Regions from separate parts of the Anas platyrhynchos genome. Here all the other regions are linked to region 2. A link is a contact called in public Hi-C data. All regions are on one chromosome and are shown on one strand. Each heading gives the region's core, a stretch centred on a gene start, on an enhancer-like site or on the middle of the called end of the contact. The rest is flanking DNA. Distances are from core to core; before and after follow the strand shown.

Region 1 (2,700 bases), core at 118-2,617, 160 kb after region 2:
GTAGTTTTGTGGCCCAGCAAACACAGGTGCTGGGGCATTGCACAAAGGCCTGCAGTGAGCAAGGGGAAGGCAGCTGGGGTGATTTCATCTTTTCCTTCATCGTGTCTTAAAAGCCTGCAGTAAAGGAGCATGCTCCCTCCTGCTCTCCTCTCCTCCACCTTCCAATCCCCTCCCTCCCGCCAGAGAGGCACCGCTAGGGGGGAAAGGCCAAAGAACACATTTTTCTGCAGCTGCACAGTCCTTATTTCGCACTCACAAGGAACGAAGGAATGTTTAGCAAAGTGGAGCCATCTGGCTAAGGCGCTTCCAGGGCTGCTCAGTGCAGGAAACAAAGGAGAAAGCAAAGCATCACCGAGAGAGTCGGGGGTAGAGGAGATGCTCGGCAGAGCCAGGCCTTGGTCACTGCAGCTTGGCTTTGGAAGGAGATGCTCGCAGTAGTACGCTGTTACAGCAGCCAATTTAGGGAGAAAAATAATAATAATAATAATTGGAAAATGCTTAGAGCAGAAATAGCCACAGCACTATTCACTGCAGTGCGAAAACAAGACACCTCTGCCATTCTGAGAACAGCAGAAGTGCCTCCTGAATGAGGTTTCCTATCTGTAGGAGATCTGTAGGAGGGCTGAAGGGTGCCACGGTGCCCCAATAACCGCCTCAGTGCCTTCCCCACGCCATGGAAGCGCCCCCAGCCAGGAGGAGGCTGCAGCACATGGGGTAACCTGCAGAAAGCAGCTGAGAAGCTGCCTGGGCAAGAGCCTACAGCTGAAAAGCTTTGTGGCGTTTGGGAACAGAACACAACACAACACGGGCTGTGGCACCGCGGGGCTGAAGGCGTTTGTCTGATCTGAGGGATCTGTGTGTGGAGAGCTGGGCACAGCCTGCGGGCAGCCCAGAGAACGGGAATAGGCAGCAAATTGAGGAATTACGCCTCAAACTTGGGGGGGTGGGCTAGGAAATAGGCAAGAAACACAAGGAAGAAACAAAAGCGGCGGGGGCGAGGCCCGGGCGGGCACAGGGGGGACCCGGGGTTGGGGTTGGGGTTGGGGTTGGGGTTGGGGTTGGGGTTGGGGTTGGGGCCGGGGCCGCCCCTCAGCGCCCTCAGGGGGCTGTGGCGGGAACCGCCTCAGGGCTGAGGCGAAGGGGGCGGGGCGCGGCCTGGCGCGGGCCCCGCCCCTTGTTTTGTCCGCGGCGTGGGCGTGGCCTCAGGGAGGAGGGGGCGGGGCCTCGGGGCCTCGCGCACGCGCAGAGGCGGGAGGGGCCCGCCCCGCGTTCGAAAAATGCCCGCGGCCTCCCATTGGCCGGCGGCGCCGCCGGGGCCCGCCCCCCCGCGGGCGAAGGCCCCGCCCCCTTGCCCCGGCCCCCCCCCCCCCCCTCCTCCCCCCCCCGCCCGTCCCGGCTCCCCGCCGCCATTAGAGGCCGCTTTGTGTCCGCCGGGCCTGCTGGTGAGTGCGGAGGGCGGCGGCCGGGCCCGGGGCGGCCCCCCCCGGCCTCGCGGGGCGCCTGTCGGGAGCTGTCGCGATAGGTCCCGCGGCGGGGGAGGGCCGCTGGGGCCGGGCACGGGCCCTCGCCCCCCCCCCACACACACGGGCCCGGCCCTGGGGGGGGCTCCCTCAGGGCGCCGCCCGCCCGCAGCGCCGCGCCCCGGCCCCGGGCGGGGGTTTGGGAGCCCCCCGGGGGGCGCCGCTCGGCCGGGGGGGGCCCAGCCCCGGGCCCTCCGCGCTGCTCGGGGGCCGGGCCCAGCGTGAGGCCGGCCGGGGCTGGGGGCGCCGCTTGTGGGTGATCCTCGGCACCTCACCTGGGGGGGCTGCGGGGGCAGAGCCTCGGCAGGGCCCTTAGCGGGTTATGGGGCCTGCTGAGGGACGGCTCGCTGCTGCTGCAGGCGTGCGGTTTGGTTTTTGTTTTTGTTTTGTTTATTTTTACCATAAATAGTACTTTTAGCGTTTTTTAAAAAAAAAATATTTGGCCAACAGCCTTTGGCAAGCAGCGATTGTACTGCGGAGGTCTGAAGTGGCTGTGCTGTTAAACTGTGTGGGGGCTGTGGGGGGTGGGGGGCAGAGGGGTGCAGGTGAGTGCGGGCTGTGTGAGGGCCCAGCCGGGCAGGAGAGCACTCGCCTGCCTCGGGAGGGATTTAAAGAGGCTGGGGGGTAGTGGGGGGGCTTGGAAGTCAGGGGTGGGCAGGGGGAGAAAATACCCATCATTTGTACTGGGGGTGAGCTTAGTGTATGTGCTGTGAGAAAACCTACTGGCTTCTGCGCCCTGTCTCCCCTTTAACCGAGTGTGCCTGCAAATAAACTAACTTTTCAGTGTTTCGTGTGCTTCTCTCGGGTAGCAGCTGCTTGAATTATTTTTGTCTCCAGAGTCTCTCTTTCTCAGGTGTTTTTCCTTTCAGCGGAAACTGATGTGTCCCTTCTGTGAGCGTTTTGTTACAAGTGGCCGAGGTTGTTGTGAGGGTTTTAACTTTCTTGAGAGAGGAGAAATAAAGTTTTACATTAATGAACTCCAACAGCAGGTGCGAGTGGTTTTGTGTGGAGTGCCAGCAATTCACAGCTTTTGTTATGTATGGTGTTTGTACTATGGACCAGTAAGTGATGGCTTAATAAGTAATAGTTTCGAAAGAGAGCTTATGTGGTGGTGTCACATTTACAGTGCAGGGGGTGTTGCCCATGGAAGGGTCTTGCCCTGGTATGTAACACTAGCAGC
Region 2 (2,700 bases), core at 144-2,643:
TGGGTAAGATCTGACCCAAAAGGAATAAACGTAGTCAAGACCCTTTTAATAATTTTTTTTTTTGGGTGCTAGGCAGGGTTTTAACCCTTACAGGCCACGGGTCAATACGATGCTGGTGCTTGTGAGAGTAACGGAGCCCAGCCTCTCTCCCTTAAGGTTCAGATTAATAAATAAGACATTTCTGCGTATTCTGCTTACATGTTGGGCAGTTGCAATGTGGATAGATGTGTGTGATGTGTGTGGCTTACTGGGTACCTTGTCTGCAGTGACCAGGCCCCCCCCCCCCCCCCGCTCTTTCTCATCGCACAGCTGGCTTTCAGTCACAGCACCAGTTCCTCGCTAAGTGCCTGAACATCCCACCAAGAGAGCTGTTTACTTTAATCAAAGAAGCTTTTCACTTCTAAGAGTTTATTTGTGATTGCTTTAAAGTACGATCTTCCTCCTCAGCTCGCAGCGACACAAGGACACAGCAGATGGGATGCAAACACACCACGGAAAACTCTTCCTAAAGATCTTATGGGGTTAAATTTTTACCCTGGCCTAAAGGGTCGGCCACGGCACATGCCCTGAGGGGTGGGAAGCCCCCTCCTAACCCGAGGTGTCCCTGCTGGCAGAAGGCAGCACCCGCCCAGCACAGGCAGCGCCTCTGGGACCGTTTCCCCCTCACAGCCGCGGCCCCGCCGCCGAGCGCTGCCGAAGCTCTCCGGAGCCGCTCGGCCGCCGAGCCGAAAGCGCCCGAAGCTGCGGCCTCGGCTCGCCCCGAGCGGCTCCGAAGAGCCCCGAGCGGCTCCGAAGGGCTCCGAGCGGCTCCCTCCTGGGCGGGGACCCCTCCTCCGAGCCCGCCCGAAGCTTCCCGAACTCCCGCACGTCCTCGGCCTCCGGAGGGAGCCGAAGTTTCCCGAGCGCGGGGGTCACGGGAGGCGCCGGGCCGCGCGGGGCGGGGCGAGTGGCGGGCCGGGCCGGAGGGCGCGTGCGCCCCGCGAAGGCCTCCGGAAGGAGCCGAGGTTTCCCGAGCGCGCGTCGCCAGCGAGCGCCTCCGGAAACAGCCGAAGCTTGCCGAGCGCCGCCGGGCCGAGCGGCTCCGGAGCGGCCCGAAGGCGCCCGAGCGTCCGTCCTGCCGGACTGCTGGAGGCGGCCGCGGCGCCATGTTTGATGCTCCGCTGCTCCTGTGAGGAAAATCCGCCGGCATCGCCCGACAGCCGCCGCCGCGAAGGGCGCCGCTGCCCCCGGGGAGGGGCGCCGAGACCCCCCGCCGCCGGCGGCTCATGAGCAGCGCGGCCTGAGCCGCTCCCCCCCCGCTCCGCCGTGCCCTCCCCGCCGCGAGCCCTCCGTGAGGCGCGTTGTCACGGAGACCGGCGCCGGTGCCGGCCCGCCGCGCTGCCCCGGCCGCCGCCCCGGCCCCCGGCCCGCTCCCCCCCCCCGCGCCCGCGGCCCGGCTCCCGGCCCCGCTCCCCGCCGGGGGGTGGTGGCTCCGCTTGGCGATGAGTTTACCGCAGAAGGCGGCTTTGAAACCCGGCGCGGCGGCGGCGGCGGCGGCGGCGGGGACCGGCCCCGGCAGCGGGGCGGCGGCGGCGGCGGCAGCGGGGCCGCCTCCCCCCCCGGCTCCCCCTCACCCGGCGGCGCCGGCGCCCGCGCCTCACCCCACCATCAGGGCCTTGCCGCCACAGCCGCCCCAGCAGTATCCTTTCCCCGGGGGGCGAGGGCCCCCCCGGCCGGTGGGGGGGACGGGAGGGGGGTGGGGAGGGGTTGGGGAGGAGGGGGAGGGGGTCGGGGCGCAGCCCTTTGGGGCCCCTTTTTGTGTGTGTGTGGGGAGGGGGCGGGCCCGCGGCACCCCCCAGGCGTGGAGGGGGCTGCACCTGCTGGGGCAGCGCGGGGAAGGGGCCCCTGGCCCCCCCTTCTGTCCCCCGCTGTACCCCCCTGTGCTGCCCTGTCCCTGTCCCCCCCCCCCGTGGGGTGCTTCCTGCGTGGGGGCCCCAGGCCCAATCTCCCCCTTCCCCCCCCCCCCCCCCCCGGTGAACTTTTAATGTGAAATCGCTTGTCACTTTGTCACTTTCGCCTCGGGTCCTGCCCAGGTAAGTGCTGGGTTTTTGTTGTTGTTTTTTAAAGGCGAGTTTCAAGGCCGGCTCTCCAGCCGGGGCCGATTTTCCTGGGGTTTTACTTTGCTCGTGGAAATAAATCTAAGGTGGAATGTGGCGCTGAGCAGCTTGCCCCGCGAGGCCGTGTGTGATGGGCAGGAGAAGCTTTCCACCCAAAACCCCTCCGCCAGAACGGCCCTGCTACAAAGAGAGGCCGGCGCTCGGGGAATGTTTTTAAAGGTCTCCGGTTCTCTGCGACTAGGCCCCGAGTCAGGAGGTAAATACTGCAGGGATCAGCAGGAAAGTGGGGTGGCGAGCGAGCGTGCCTGCCTGGGTTTTGTTTCCAGTGTTGGACAGCATCCCCTGGCGAATTGGCGTTCCTCCCCCTGAAGTTTTTTTTTGGGGGGTGGGGGGGTGTGGAGCGAAAAGACATGCTTGGTGAAATCCGGTGTTGTCCTGGATTGGTGTCGCATGCTGTGCAGGGGACAGTCAGGAGTGCGCGTCGCTGTTTGTTGGTGGTAACGACTTATATTTTAACATGGAAGCAGAGGGTTTATTTATTTTTTTTGCTTAAGATCCGTTTCAGCTGTGTGATGTGTGTGTTCTTTAAGAAACGTGTTCCCTG
Region 3 (2,700 bases), core at 134-2,633, 210 kb after region 2:
ACCGAGGTAAACACATCTTTGTGGTCTTTTGTCTGATATATTGTGGGCATTCATATTGTTTTTTCAGGAATAAACCTCATGGGGTGCTAATTCTCTTGGGAGCACTATCCCAAGCCTGCAGCATTCTCCTACAGATTGCTATGGACGTAATCTTAAGTCACAAGTGTGATGGACATGGTGAAAATTGGTGTAGGGATAATTAAATAGGAACATTCAAAAACTTGGTTGGTGATACATACAGATCCCTTGAACTTAACAGGAAATTTCTTGCAGGATGAGGTCTGTTCCTGTTTTTAATTAAAAATGTTAATTTCATTGATAATTTAAAAATAGCTGTAGAACCCCAGAGTGTTGCTGCACCTACTCACAAAATAGGTGTTGTCAGCCAGCAGGAGATGTAAAGCGTTTTACCCCTGGACAGGGGCTACACAGGACAAAAAGTAGCACGTGGAGAAGAACGGGGCTGGGGGAGGGATGTGTTGGCCCCATACTGGTCCCAGATGATCTCTGTGGCAGAACTAAGTCCACTCCAGGATCGTGTGTGTGATGGCAGCTTCCGAGAGCAGAGAGCACTTGCTTGGCTCCCTCTGCCCTTGGGAAATCTGCCTGGGGCACATTGATGAGGACGTGGAGAACATTGCTGGGAATAAATAGGTTCAGAGAATTGTTGCGGTTGGAAAAGACCTCCAAGCTCCTGTGGTCCAACTGTCCCCCAACCACTACTATCACCCACCAGGTCTCACTTTTCCTTAACCAGCCTTGAATTGTGTTACTGCCCTTTTTTGCCCATGTTTCTCTCCTCTCCAGCTCAGCCCACCGCTCCCTCGGGGCTGAACGCCGCTGTGACCAGCACCTCTGCCACGCTGCTGCCCCAGCCCCGTCCGTTCCGCCTCGAATCCCTCGACGTCACACCACCGGCCTCCAAAACCACGCGGAAAAGGGGCAAAGGCGGCATGGCCAGCGACACCTCCTGACTGCGGGGTTGGGATGTGGGGGGACTGCGGGGCTGGGGGAGCTGCGCGGGGCCTGGCGCTGTAATTCCACCCCAACACGGACAGCGTTGGCTTGGGGCTGCTGAGTGTGTGTGTGCGGTGCGGGCAGCCCTGTGCCTGTCTCCCTGCTGCTCTCCTCCTGCCTCTTGGCCCCTCTCCTGCTCAGATCCCTGCCCCCGGGGTGTGTGTGGCGGGGGGGGGGCGCAGCGGCGGGGCCGGGTCTCGAACCCGCGTCCCCAGCCCCTCACCGCCCCCCCCCCAGCTTACCCCGCGTCCCTGCTTCGGGCCGGGCCGGAGCCCCGCCTTGATTGGCCGGCGGCGCGGAGCTGTCTGCCGCTGATTGGACAGCGGCGGAGGCGGGCTCGGAGCCGATTGGCCGCCTGCCCTCGGCCCGCCTTTTCCTGAGGAGCCTGGCGCCGGTGAGAAGATGGCGGCGGCCGCGGCGCGCCTGTGGTGGCTGCTGGCGGCGGCGGCGGCGGCCGGGGCCGGGCCCCGCACCCTGGTGCTGCTGGAGAACGGCAGCCTGCGGGACACGCACTCGCTCTTCTTCCGCAGTCTGGCGGGTAGGGGCGGCGAAGGGGCTGGGGGGCGGCGGGGAGGGGCCGGGAAGGCGGTGGCGGCGCTGAGGGCCCTCAGGCGGCCGGGCCGGGGCTGAGCGCTGCGTGTGGCGGCCGCAGACAGGGGCTTCGAGCTCACCTTCCGCACCGCGGACGACGCCGGGCTGTCCCTCATCAAGTACGGGGAGTTCCTCTACGACAACCTCATCGTCTTCGCGCCGTCCATCGAAGGTGAGCGCGGGGGCAGCGCTCGGGGGGCGCCCGGGGCCGGCTGAGGCGCCAGGCGGGGAGTGACGGAGCTGCGGTGTGTGTGCCCCTGCAGATTTCGGGGGGAACATCAACGTGGAGACCATCACCGCCTTCATCGACGGCGGAGGCAGCGTCCTGGTGGCTGCCAGCTCGGACATCGGTAAGTGCCAGCCCTGGTCAGGGGGTGAGCAGCAAGCCGAGGGGGGGTCAGCAGCAAGCCAGCGGGTTTTGGCTGCTGCTTGTACCGAGTTCCTGCCCTGCGCGGGCTTTGCAACCATCAAACAGTTCGTTCATCCTTACCCAGAGCTCCTGCAGAAAAATAAACAGGATGAGAAACAAAATGTGTTACCTGATAGGCTTGTAGGGCAGCGTCCTTCAGCTCTGCATTTGGCAGATGCACCGCAGAAACACATGCTTGGGAAGGAAACGACTTTCTACACTCTTTGTGGAAGGGGGATTTAACTAAACAGTACTTCACGCATGTAGCTTCTTGTGGTGAACAGCAGGGTCTGTACTCTGAAGAAATGGTGATAGTTCTTGGGATAAAAAAAATATGTTCTTTGTTCCTATTCTAAATGGGAATTTAGCAGAAAAAGGTTGTGATGCTCAGGGTTTGGCCAGTAGAGTGCCAAACGTGTCACTTTGAGCTGAATTTACTTGTTATTTTGAGCGTTGAGACTGTCACTGTGACCTTCAGAGTATGGTGCATAACAGAGAATCCATTTTCTCCTTTTAGGTGATCCACTGCGAGAGCTGGGCAGTGAATGCGGGATAGAATTTGATGAGGAAAGGACAGCTGTTATCGACCATCACAACTACGATATATCAGACCCAGGCCAGGTAAATGTGTATTTGCTTGTTCTGGGCTTTGTTAATGAGAACAGATGTGGAAAAGTTGAGAG

Evidence for each region. Hi-C and Micro-C count contacts between places; a contact is called where the count stands out from the background.
Region 1: a Hi-C map of skeletal muscle shows a contact between it and region 2, with 2.2 times the contacts expected there. The contact joins the promoter of HP1BP3 here to the promoter of EIF4G3 in region 2. A contact is called at or near these places in 4 of 8 Hi-C or Micro-C datasets (liver, skeletal muscle and subcutaneous adipose tissue).
Region 3: a contact with region 2 is called in a Hi-C map of skeletal muscle, with 1.8 times the contacts expected there. The contact joins the promoter of DDOST here to the promoter of EIF4G3 in region 2. A contact is called at or near these places in 2 of 8 Hi-C or Micro-C datasets (both in skeletal muscle).

What each region holds. Positions count from the first base shown.
Region 1 is chr22:7,624,867-7,627,566 of IASCAAS_PekinDuck_T2T, reverse strand. HP1BP3 (heterochromatin protein 1 binding protein 3) reads left to right here and starts at 1,367. Exons shown (of 13, transcript XM_027443137.3): 1 at 1,367-1,442.
Region 2 is chr22:7,787,691-7,790,390 of IASCAAS_PekinDuck_T2T, reverse strand. EIF4G3 (eukaryotic translation initiation factor 4 gamma 3) reads left to right here and starts at 1,393. Exons shown (of 37, transcript XM_072026772.1): 1 at 1,393-1,678. The coding sequence starts at 1,482.
Region 3 is chr22:7,574,848-7,577,547 of IASCAAS_PekinDuck_T2T, reverse strand. It overlaps DDOST (dolichyl-diphosphooligosaccharide--protein glycosyltransferase non-catalytic subunit), which reads left to right and starts at 1,383. Exons shown (of 11, transcript XM_027443143.3): 1 at 1,383-1,555; 2 at 1,670-1,780; 3 at 1,872-1,958; 4 at 2,535-2,638. The coding sequence starts at 1,420. KIF17 (kinesin family member 17) reads left to right here. Exons shown (of 26, transcript XM_038166593.2): 25 at 1-6; 26 at 808-1,070. The coding sequence ends at 974.